4 separate regions of the Sus scrofa genome follow, and regions 1, 2 and 3 are each linked to region 4. Evidence: chromatin contacts called from public HiChIP or PLAC-seq data. All regions are on one chromosome and are shown on one strand. Each heading gives the region's core, a stretch centred on a gene start, on an enhancer-like site or on the middle of the called end of the contact. The rest is flanking DNA. Distances are from core to core; before and after follow the strand shown.

The links. HiChIP or PLAC-seq counts read pairs in DNA pulled down with a chosen protein or histone mark.
Region 1: an H3K27ac HiChIP or PLAC-seq map of alveolar macrophages shows a contact between it and region 4. The contact joins the promoter of ZBED5 here to the promoter of USP47 in region 4. A contact is called at or near these places in 1 of 5 promoter capture datasets (fetal skeletal muscle) and 2 of 2 datasets of contacts at active chromatin or transcription factors (alveolar macrophages and skeletal muscle).
Region 2: a contact with region 4 is called in an H3K27ac HiChIP or PLAC-seq map of alveolar macrophages. The contact joins the promoter of CTR9 here to the promoter of USP47 in region 4. A contact is called at or near these places in 1 of 47 Hi-C or Micro-C datasets (heart right ventricle) and 1 of 2 datasets of contacts at active chromatin or transcription factors (alveolar macrophages).
Region 3: a contact with region 4 is called in an H3K27ac HiChIP or PLAC-seq map of alveolar macrophages. The contact joins the promoter of EIF4G2 here to the promoter of USP47 in region 4. A contact is called at or near these places in 3 of 5 promoter capture datasets (fetal liver, fetal skeletal muscle and liver), 1 of 47 Hi-C or Micro-C datasets (embryonic fibroblasts) and 2 of 2 datasets of contacts at active chromatin or transcription factors (alveolar macrophages and skeletal muscle).

What each region holds. Positions count from the first base shown.
Region 1 is chr2:48,622,923-48,625,622 of Sscrofa11.1, reverse strand. It overlaps ZBED5 (zinc finger BED domain-containing protein 5), which reads right to left and starts at 1,321. Exons shown (of 3, transcript XM_021083322.1): 1 at 411-1,321.
Region 2 is chr2:48,728,187-48,730,973 of Sscrofa11.1, reverse strand. It overlaps CTR9 (RNA polymerase-associated protein CTR9 homolog), which reads left to right and starts at 1,494. Exons shown (of 26, transcript XM_021083325.1): 1 at 1,494-1,922. The coding sequence starts at 1,878.
Region 3 is chr2:48,665,266-48,667,965 of Sscrofa11.1, reverse strand. It overlaps EIF4G2 (eukaryotic translation initiation factor 4 gamma 2), which reads right to left and starts at 1,376. Exons shown (of 22, transcript XM_021083319.1): 1 at 1,230-1,376. The coding sequence starts at 1,376.
Region 4 is chr2:47,582,583-47,585,282 of Sscrofa11.1, reverse strand. USP47 (ubiquitin carboxyl-terminal hydrolase 47) reads left to right here and starts at 1,390. Exons shown (of 28, transcript XM_021083314.1): 1 at 1,390-1,515. The coding sequence starts at 1,405.

The DNA of each region.
Region 1 (2,700 bases), core at 72-2,571, 1.0 Mb before region 4:
TCCTTCATCTCCATCAGTGATGGAAAGAACGGTCTCGGCTGCGGCTGGGCTGCAGTGCAGCGCAGCGCCGCGGCCCCCAGCTGAGCCCGCGGCCGCCATTTTACGAAGCTCATGGCAGCGGCCATTTCAGAGCGCACCGCTCAGCCGCCGCGGCGGCCCTGGTCCTCACCTTCACAGAGGCCTGAACAGGGTCAAGAGCCAGTCGTCGCGGACTGGAAGGGGAAAGGGTAAGGGGAGAGGGAGGAGGAGGGAAAATGAAAAACAAAATAGAGGAAAGAAGGATTCGGGGGCCGGGTGATGCTCTCAGCTCTGGGATATCGCCTATGCCACCTCCATAGGGATCCGATTCGCGGCTGGCGCGGTCGCTTGTCTGAAGATAAATTTAGCACTCCGCGGGCACCCGAACTTACAGTCTCCACGAGCGACTCCGTAGCCGACCAATCAGCAGCGGAATTGCTCCTCGCCACCAATCCGCGCTGAGCAGAGGGGCGGGACCAAAGGAAAGGACCAAGCTCGGTTGAGGCGCGGCCTAGCAGTCGCCGCCGCGCTGGATTCGTGCGCTTGCAGTAGCTGAACAAATACCCGACGTGAAGCGATTGTTTTCAAACTTCCCCGGGCTCGAGGCAGTCTGGGCGCTCGTTACAATGCAGAGTAAAGAGCATTTGTGATGCTGTAGGGCTGGACTGGCCTCGAGAAATCTGCGTGCCCATAAGCACTGGGGCTCTGCCCTGGCGGCGTTGATTTGGGTGGATTCGCAAAGCCTCAACTGCTGGGGATTTCGCTCTTTGTTCCCTGAGCCGCACCCCGGGCCGAGGTTGCGCAACCGCCTCCTCTTTTTCTTGTTTTCCCACTGGAATCCAGGCAGAAAACGCCCTCTCCCTTCCCCGCCCCTCCCCGACGCTGGCGTGTCGGGGGCCCCTAGGGGGCCGAGCTGGGAGCTGAGCCAGAGGTTGCCGGGGCGCAGCTCTTGGGTGACCATAGGTGGGGTCGGGGAGCCGGGTGTAGGAATTTGTAGGGATAGCGGCATCTCCGCAGTGTCAGCGGGAAAGAGTCCGCTTGCTGTGTCTTTGCGCCCCCCGCAAGTGGCACCCTCGCGGGAGGAACGCATAGAGCTTTGGAATACTCTGCTTGCTACAGCGTTCGGATGCTTTAAGCCTAGTTTTCTACGCCCCTCCTCTGTATTTAAAAACAACGCAGCAGAAGGCCTCGGGCTCTGTAGTCCATTATTCCATTTTGTGTGAGATCCGTCGTGGCGACCTATAGTCTATTTTTCCAAACTGGCATCTTAAAATATGCACATTACTTGGAAGGATTTTGTTAAAGTACATTAAACAGTGGGTCCCATTGTTTGCAGTATTTTAGCTTTTGGAGGGCCCGTGGAAATAACCAAATGAAAATTGGATCATCGTTGCAGGCACTGTACCAATGACAGAAAATTCCCAACCTGTGGTCAAAAGCAAGGGCAGCGTTTGCTTTCTTAGATATGCTTCTTTGATATGCGAATAAATTTCTTAGGTTTTGAAAGAAGTCTAACCTTTTATAACAATTTGTCTGGAGGACTGAAATAGACAATTTCCTACGACTGAAAATGATGCCAACATTCAGCCCTAAATGTTTTAAAGTCAGTTCAACATCTTCAGATCTTTGCCCATGGTAGGCTATCATGTGTCTTATTATTTTAAAATTATTCCTGTTGAATCAGCTTCATTTGAGCTTTAACCACCAAGGGGGAAATCATTTTGGGGAGGGGGTGCAATTTTATTTGAAGAGCAAAGAATTTTGTAATTGTAGGAGTTTTCTAGAATCACAGTAGTAGTGGAATAATATTGCACATTTTTCATGTTTTATATTTCAGAAAAGCTTTTGCATGTATGCTCCCAATTTAATCTTCACACATCTGGTTTACATCTTCATGAGTTGGAAACATCCAAAACAGATGATAACAAATTCAACTGAAGTCAAGTCTAGGGTTTAACCTATGTCCTAAAATTTGAAGAATCTGATAATTAAGGGGTTGAAACATAAAGAACTTTTTATGTAATTACTTAGTCAATAAATTACTATAGAATGTTTGTTGCTGAAACAGGCAAGAAAATATATAGACAATGTAGAATTTGGACCAATAATGATAATAATTTATTGAATACACAGTTATCGGCAGCAGCTGTTTCTAGCTGCACATGTTTAAGTGTACTAGCTCCTTTACTCTTCACAAACCTATCAGATGACTATGCCTGTTTTACAGGTAAGGAAATTGAGCACAGATTGGTAAATAAATTGCCCAAGTTCCCACAGCTAATTAACGGCAGAGCCAAGATTAGGTGCAATGTGGTTGTGGGAACTACAAGCCATGTGTGTCTGGGTAGAGTGTGTACGTGCATAAAACAATTTCAAATAAGATTACGGTAATATATTGGGTAAAAGCAAGTAGAGCTTCACCATTAAAAAGAAACTCAATTAGTTACCTGGAGCTCAAGTAAAATCATCACTGGAAGTAGTAACAAGTATTTTGACTGATATCCCAAATTTGCAGCCTTAGTTGCTGAAAGAGGTCTGAGATGGCAATTCCGTTCACATTGGTTGGGAGGGTTAGTTTGCATTGCAGTTAAACTTGCCAGAAGCAGATGGTGAGAGAGGGAGCTCTGGAGTCAGTGTCCCACTCCCACCCTCTCTATACTCCTTCCTCCCTCAGATAGTAAA
Region 2 (2,787 bases), core at 245-2,744, 1.1 Mb before region 4:
TAAGCAACTGAATTAAATATGTAAGTGTAAAGTACATACTGGATTTCCAAGACTTAGTATAAAAAGAAGTAAACTGTCTCAGTTTTTGTATTGCTTACATGATGAAATTATATTTTGGATATATTGAGTAAAACAAAATATTTTACTAAAATTAATTTCATCTACTTTTTCTTATTTAATGGGGCTACTAGAAAATGTTAAATTACCTACATAGCCAGTATTATGTCTGTATTGGACAACTAATCGATATATATTTCAATGAATTTTCCACTTAAAGGTTTCAGGGGAGGTAGGAGGAAACACAAACATCAAATTGTTTTTTTGTTTTGTTTTCTTTTCTTTTCTTTTTAGGGCTGCACTGGCAGCATATGTAAGTTCCCAGGCTTGGGGTAAAATCAGAGCTACAGCTGCCAGCCTACGCCTCAGCAACAAGGAATCCAAGCCACGTCTGTGACTACCTCACAGCTCATGGCAATGCCGGATGCTCACCCACTGAACAAGGCCAGGGATCCAACACGCATCCTCATGGACACTAGCCAGATTCAAGCGGATGAAGTATTGGGTGAGACAAAGGGTATTGCAGGAAAGTGATGATATTGGTTTGGGCTAGAATGGAGGTGGTGGAGATGAAGATGATACATACTGGTAAAACTGACAGTGTTTACAAATTTATTTAATCAGATTCCTCTCTGGCTCAATCAAAACACTGATTACCAGCTAATTTAATCACATTATAATTTAATGAAAACACGAATTTAAATGTATTTAATTAAATTCTATGACTTGGAGTTCCCGTTGCAGTTCAGCAGGTTAAGAACTCGACTATTACCCATGAGAATGCAGGTTTGATCCCTGGCCTTGATCAGTGGGTTAAGGATCCAGCGTTGCCATGAGCTGCAGTGTAGGTGGCAGAGTGACTTGGATCGAGCATTGCTGTGGCTGTGGCATAGGTCAGCAACTGTAGCTCCAAATTAACCCCCAGCCTGGAAACTTCCATATTCTGCAGGTGAGACCCTAAAAGGAAAAAAAAAAAAAATTCTACAACTTAAAACGTTGATCACAAATGTAATCCAATTATTTAACAACTTTATTAAAACTACAAATCTAGCAGATTCTCAGAGATTCTCTTTGCTTCAAAGAACCAAAAGAAAAAAACAAAAGCAAAATTCACACAATACATGATCACAATGATGACAGAATTCGTTGTAATGTATATTTAAACTGATCACGGAGGTAGCACAGGTGACTCCGCGAGCAGCCAAAGGAGCAACCAATGATTGTGTTACAGAAGGTTGTACTCTTTATGACAACCTAGATTAAGAAAACGAGATTGGCCGGGCCCACCTTGGCAGAGGCCAAGTCCGAGGCTCGGGGGCGGAGTCAAGCTCAGGAACAGATGGCTATAATTGGCCAGAATTCCCATGTCAGTTAGCGGCCAGGCCCCTAGTCTTCACCTCATTCGTCGCCCGCCTACTGTAGGCGGAGCGGATACTCCCTCGGCGAATTTATTCCAGCGTCAATGAGCCATTAGGTTCAGTAGCCTCAGGGCCTCGGGGAAGTGAACGCGCCAACGGAAGCCCGGAGCCCTCCTCCTAAAGTCGGGGAACCTGAGCTACCGGAGGAGGCTTCCCTTCCGACAGCCCCTCCCGCGGGGAAAGTTCCGGGGCAGGAGGCGGGGCTGCCGGAAGTCGCCGGACGCCGTCTGCTGTTCGTTGTTTGAGCGGCTGACGGGAAGGAGAAGCCCGAGCTCCGGCGGCGCCGCGGGGCGGCAGTCAAGACCAGAGTCCGAGCTGCCGCTAGCCTCCGGAGAAGCAGAAGCCAGGAGTACTGCCTGCGGAGCGGCGGGTTCGGACGCCCGCTCGCCTTCTGATCTCACCATGTCGCGGGGCTCCATCGAGATTCCCCTCCGGGACACTGACGAGGTAAGTGCCGAGTATGGGGGAGGGTGGGGGCCCTGAACTTGGACGATTCCCCCCCCCCTTTCTCTCGACTTCGTTTCCGAGGCGAGAGCACCCTCTCCGCAGATCGAACTCCCGGGGCCGAAGCTCTGATCACCTCCTTCCCCATCCCCTGTGCCCTCCCAGGCTGGGAACATCAGATCCCCGCAACCTCCGGAGGCAAGAGGGAGTTCTTGAAAGTTCCCCTCCAACCTGTTCGTATTTGGCAGTGCTCTGCTCTTTTCCTAATTCAGGGGCGCAGAGGTGTGAGTGCCTGGCAAAATGTAAGGCACCTCACAGATCGCAGAGGTGGGCGCTGATGTCACTGAGTTCTCTCTGCTGCTCAAACTAAGTATCTCTCCTGGGAATATGTAGGTTGTCGCCCTTTCTCCCTTAGAAACTCGAGTGTCATGGTGCCCCAGGTCTGCCGAGCAAAGCTCTGTCAGCGAAATAGGGACCCCAAGATAATAGCCGCTGCTGTGTGCTAGTAGAATTGACCCACTCTCCCTTCTTGTCATCTCTTTCATGAGTGGCCTATGACTTGTATGGGTAAAGCTCCCAGCATCGATGTTATCTTATTGGAGATCTCATACTCTTTTTATTTGATTATTTAGATACAATATTGAGATATACTTCACTTTCCATAAAATCCAGTGGCTTTCAGTAATATTTACAAAGTTGTCTAACCATCACCACTATCTAATTATAGAACGTTTTCCTACTATTATTTTTGTGCCACATTCAGGAGTGTGTGACACAAGTGCTGCCTCCATGATTGAGGTTTACAGTGGTATTCAACTTTGCATTGCTTCTAGAATTGTGCTTCTCAGGTTGTCAGACCAATGGCATC
Region 3 (2,700 bases), core at 127-2,626, 1.1 Mb before region 4:
TCCTAAGACTCAAGAAGGTTCTCAAAACACAGGAAAATTGTTTTACTACCTGGAAGTTCTCGGTGTTTGAAGATGCAAGGAAGAACCTACACAGCAATAAACGAAGAGCTAAATGGCTAAGAACTAGTCTTTGAAAAAGCCACACACTACCTCCTTTACAACTAGACACCGAGATCAATAATAGAAAGTCTAACTCTGATACAGAGGCACGTTATGTGGAAAACGTAGTTGTTACTGCCTCCGGGACGAGCAACAGACTACATGAAGGGCTTAACTGAAGTCTTGGGTTCTCACCGCTGCCCATGCTCTGAACTAGGCGCAGAGGGCTCGCGGGAAGACGCGAGGCACCGGGTGCACAGCGCCTGGCACTAGGCAGGCGGAAGACCAGGGCCACAACATGGCAGCAAGAACCTCCACCCAATTTTTTCCCTTCCTGGGAACAAAAGAGCAGTGGATTCCTCCCACCCGGGCCGAGTTAGGAAGTGCTTCCGACAGCCTCCCGGCGAAGCTGCCGGGGGCAAGCCTCGGGGAGGAGCGGAGGCCGCCCCCGCGGCCCAGCGCCCGGCTCTTTGTTCTCAGGCAGGAAGACGGCCTCCTTCCCTCCAGCGGCCCCCTCCCACCCATAAATCCCCGAGGAACTGACAGCCGCCTCACCGCCGCCTCCCCAGCCGACAAAAGCTCAGAAAGCCTCGCTTTCCCTCCTCTCCCGTCACAAGAGAGGCCGCCGGGGCAGGCCCTTCGCTCCCCCACCGCGGGCAGCCCGGCCGCTCTCCCCGCCGGCCCCGGGGCCCCACACACCTCCCCGCCGGGAGCTGGGCTCCGGGACGCCTCCGCCTCGGCTGGTCCCGCGCCAACGGCCGAGCCCTCCCCGCCGGGCCGCGACCCTCCCCACAGCACGCGCGGCCCTGCCACGCTCTCTCCCTGGCCGAACACAGCCGCGCTTCGGCCCGCCCCGGTCCCGCGGGTACGGCCGCCGACAGCCACCGAGACTGTCGGGGGCCGCCGGCTCCTTCTATTCCATCAACAAGGGGAAGAGAAGACAAGGGCGAGGAAGTTCCAGGTGCCCGGAGCGCGGAGGAAACGCTAAAAAAGGGTCGCCCCACCCGGCTCCGCCTGCGTCCGCCATTTTGTACCACTCGAGAAGAAGCGGCCAGGGACGGCGGCCATTTTAGAGCGCTCCACTCGGCGGCGGCGGCGGCGGCGGCAGCGCCAGCGGCGGCTCCACTCACCTTCACCGAGAACTCAGCAGCTGCCGCCGCAGCTGCCTCCTCGGATCCGGTCGTCGGGACGGGGAAGGGAGGGGAAAGGGGAACGGAAAACAAAAAAGGGGGAGGGAAGGGGGAGGAAGGAGTCGGGACCGGCTTGAAACGCTCAGCTCAGAGGAGTCGCTGCTGCAGCCACCACCCGATACTCGCCGCCACCTCCATAGAGCTCCGACTCGCTGCTGGCGCTGAGGCGTGTCTGAAGCCGAACTTATCACTCTAGGGCAGCCGAACCCACCAGAGCCGCCCCGAATGGCTCCTTCGCCACCCAATCAACAGCCGGGCTGATGTTCGCCACCAATCGGCACCCGGCCGTGGGGAGGAGTCACAGAGCCAAGCTCGGTTGCGGCTCGACTCCGCCGCAGTGCGCAAAGCCATATTCGCGAAGGCTCTGAGGCCAAGCCAGTGGCGTAAGGGGAACTGAGCGCGGACGAGTTGCGGACCACTTGCGTAAAGTGGTAGAGCCCTCTGAGTCTGCGTTGGTGTGGCCGCCTGGTCTTCCTCCTGTCTCTTTGTTCCAGGAGTCCGTATCCCATGCTGGAGTTGGACAGTCCCTCTACCTGGTTTTCTCACCAAGAATGTGGGAAGGAAATTTGTCCTTCCACCCGACCCGATTCCTGTCCCTTGCGTGTGCGAGTCTTGATTTTCCTGGCGCCCCCGAGGAGCAGAGATTGCCCTTGGCAGGCTGGGCCTCCCTGGGAGCGGCCTGTAGGGCTGAGGCTCTGCGCCCCGGGGCGCAGCGCCCGGAATGACTGGTCTCCAGGTGCTCATCTTCGGCAGCCTTTGGATGGGGACGCCCGGAGACCAGACGGTGCACCCAAATGCGTTAAGAAAGCTTCCTTCAGCTCCCTATTTAGTCCACCCCCTGCAGAGTGAATGAGAAAGGGATGAAAGGAAGGGTTTTATTGTCTTTGTACCTCACTAGACAAGCAGCTTTCCCCAAGGGAATATCCGGCCAGCGGTGGTACGGGAATACCCAGAATATGCCAGAATTCTTTGGAAGAAGTGTTTGCGGAGCGCGGGCGTCTGGAGGATTTTAATTGCTAGCTCCTGATTTGTTTATTTTTTAAGCACGTTGAAGACTGACAGCTTTATATTTCCATTTTATATAAGGTCTATCCTACAAATAGGATTCGGCTTTTCAAAGCCGTCAAGTTGAACTATTTATACTTCTCAGGTAGTATTTTAAGGGAGAGGTCCAGTAAGATGAAGTATTCCATCGTTTGCGACATTTTAGCTATACAAAAATGGAGTCATGTCTCTATATACTTAAACAGCAGCTCTGTCCCCAGCTTCGTTTTGAACACAAAACGAAGTTCTTGATACAATGTGTGATCAGAAGCAAGAAAGTGTGTGCGCGCGCGCGCGTTTTACCTGAACGACTTTTAAAGAAAATGTCCAATAAAGAGGCAGGATTTTTATAGAGTCAAACTTATAT
Region 4 (2,700 bases), core at 141-2,640:
CTAATTAAATGACTGGTTTAATACTTCATCTATTCAACAAATGTTTAAAAGCACCTGTTGTATGCCAGGCATTGTTCGGGTTGCATAGTCCCTCGGGGAGCTCAGACTAGTGTTGGTATAATTATAGCCAGCTTATGTTGATTTTGTGTATATCAGGCAGTGTGTTGAATGTTTCAAAGGCTTTCTATCAATTTCCTTACCTATTAAATGAGGATAATAGTATCAGTTATGTATAAAGTTGTTGAGAGAATTGATTGAAATAATATGTATAGGCCTTCCTGCAGTGGTGCAGCAGAAATGAATCTGACTAGGAACCATGAAGTTGTGGATTCGATTCCTGGCCTAGTTCAGTGAGTTAAGGATCCTGTGCTGCTGTGGTGTAGGCCGGCAGCTGTCACTCCAATTAGACCCCTAGCCTGGGAACCTCCACATGCCATGAGTGTGGCCCTAACAAGCAAAAAAAAAGAAAAAGAAATACGTGTAAAGCACCTAGAACAGGGCTGGAGGTATATATGATATATATTCAACCAATCTTAACTATTAACTGTTTTGTGATTATTATCTTTACTGTTTAATACCAACTTTGCAAGATGGAGCTTTTTTTTTTTTTTTGTCTCTTTGCCATTTCTTGGGCCGTTCCTGCGGCATATGTACATTCCCTGGCTAGGGGTCGAATTGAAGCTGTAGCCGCTGGCCTACACCAGAGCCACAGCAATGCAGGATCCAAGCCTCGTCTGCAACCTACACCGCAGCTCATGGCAACGCCGGATCCTTAACCCACTGAGCAAGGCCAGGGATGGAACCTACAACCCCATGTCCCTGGCGGCTACAGCTCCGATTCGACCCCTAGCCTGGGAACCTCCATATGCCGTGGGAGCGACCCTGGAAAAGGCAAAAAAGCCAAAAAAAAAAAAAAAAGTTTTAATTTTTTCTATTATACTTGATTTACAATGTTCTGTAAACAAAGAGATTTGAAAAAATATAAAAATACATCTTTTGGCTGACATCAGGGGAGATAGAAAGTTACTAGTTGAATTTCAACAAAAGCTTTTCATGGTTGGTGGATAGAGTAATAAAAATAGATACTTGCATTAGTAAGAGTAACCAAAGATGTACTTATTCCATTAGGATCTACATTATCTTTGTGAGTTATCCCCCCCCCCCCTTATAACAGCCCATTAAAACAAAGTACAGAAATAACCTGAACATTGAATCATTTTAATAGCTTTTCACAAAGTATTACAGATTTTTAAAACCATGGAAACCTAGTCAATTTTATTGTTTCCACAACATTGTTAGTGAGAAAAACAAGGATTTTTAAAAAGACAATTAATTTAGAAAATAACTTACAATTATTTTAAATGTTTATTTCATCTTTTTCTTATCCTTTATTATGCTTTAAAAATGTTTTGTCATACACAACAGGACGTGTATATAACTTACGTAAGAATACAGCCATCTTTTTTTCCCCTTGGTAATAGAAATCTGCACTCAAAAGAAGTTTGGAGAGAACAGGTACGGGTAGGGTAGTAATGGTGTAGGTGTTAGGAACGTGGTGGGATTATGTTATCTAAGCATGATGTAAAATCGCTGTACCGTGGAAGTCTTCATGAAGGACGTCCCATCGGGTTTTCATAAAGGGAGGTTTAAGGAACTAGCAGGAATTGGGAAAATAACTATTGCAAAGTCTGTTTCCTCTAAAACAGAGCACAAGGCTTACTGCCAGAGGAGATTCAAGTACTCTAAAAACATTTTAAAAGAGGCTCCTAGGTGCAAACTGCAGCCCTACTCTCTATTCTGTCTAGAACAGCCCCAGACTTGAACCTGTCCGAGAAGGAAGTTCCCTGAAAAGGCCAGGAGAGTGTGTCTCTCTGAGGGAGGGGGGAGAGGGAAGGGTTGGGGAGAGAGTAATACCACTTTTCTGAGCCCTGGGCTGTCGCCTTCCCAAGCCGGAGAACGGCCTTGGTCTCACGAACGGGGTCCATGGGGAGGGTGGGGAGAGGGGAAAAGAAAACGTAGTCCTTTCTGGCTGGGACCGTGTCCGAGGGCGGAGGCCTGGTTCTTTTCCAGGCAGAGGCTGAGGGTCTGTGAAGAGGGGATGCGTTTTGGCGCTTTTCGAACGGGAAGGAAGGGCAGTGTTGGTAGTAAGGCCAGAAGAGCGGCTTGATGGGCAGGGACTCCGAAGAGCCCAGGAAGGCATGGAGGACCCTAAGGCCTGGTCTTTCCCCGCCGGCAGAGGGAGTCCCGAGATGGACAGTCCAGAATCCCTCTACGAAAAGCGTTTGCCTGGGAGCTCACCTAATTTTATACATCCCGAGGCTGAGTAAAAGCGGAGGTAATTAGACGCGAGCGACAGCTGTATCAGCACCTTGAGCGCTGAGATAGGGGCCCAATGGCCCGAATTCTCGCGAGAGCGACCGCCGCCATTTTTCCATTGATTGCAGCGGGCTGGGGGAGGGGCCGAGGACGAAGACGACGGCGGCGGCGACGGCGGCGGCGGAGCCTTGGGTCGGTGTCTGCGCGCTAGTGTCTGAGGCCCAGGTTGAGGCCTCCGCGGTAGCCCGAGCGCAGCTGGTGGAGAGGATGACTGCCGCTGCCGTTCGCTCCTGAGCTTGAGAGCCGCCGCCACCCTCCCCCTCCCCCGGCAGGGCGGAGAGGAGCGGCCAGCGTCTGAGCGATGGTGCCTGGCGAGGAGAACCA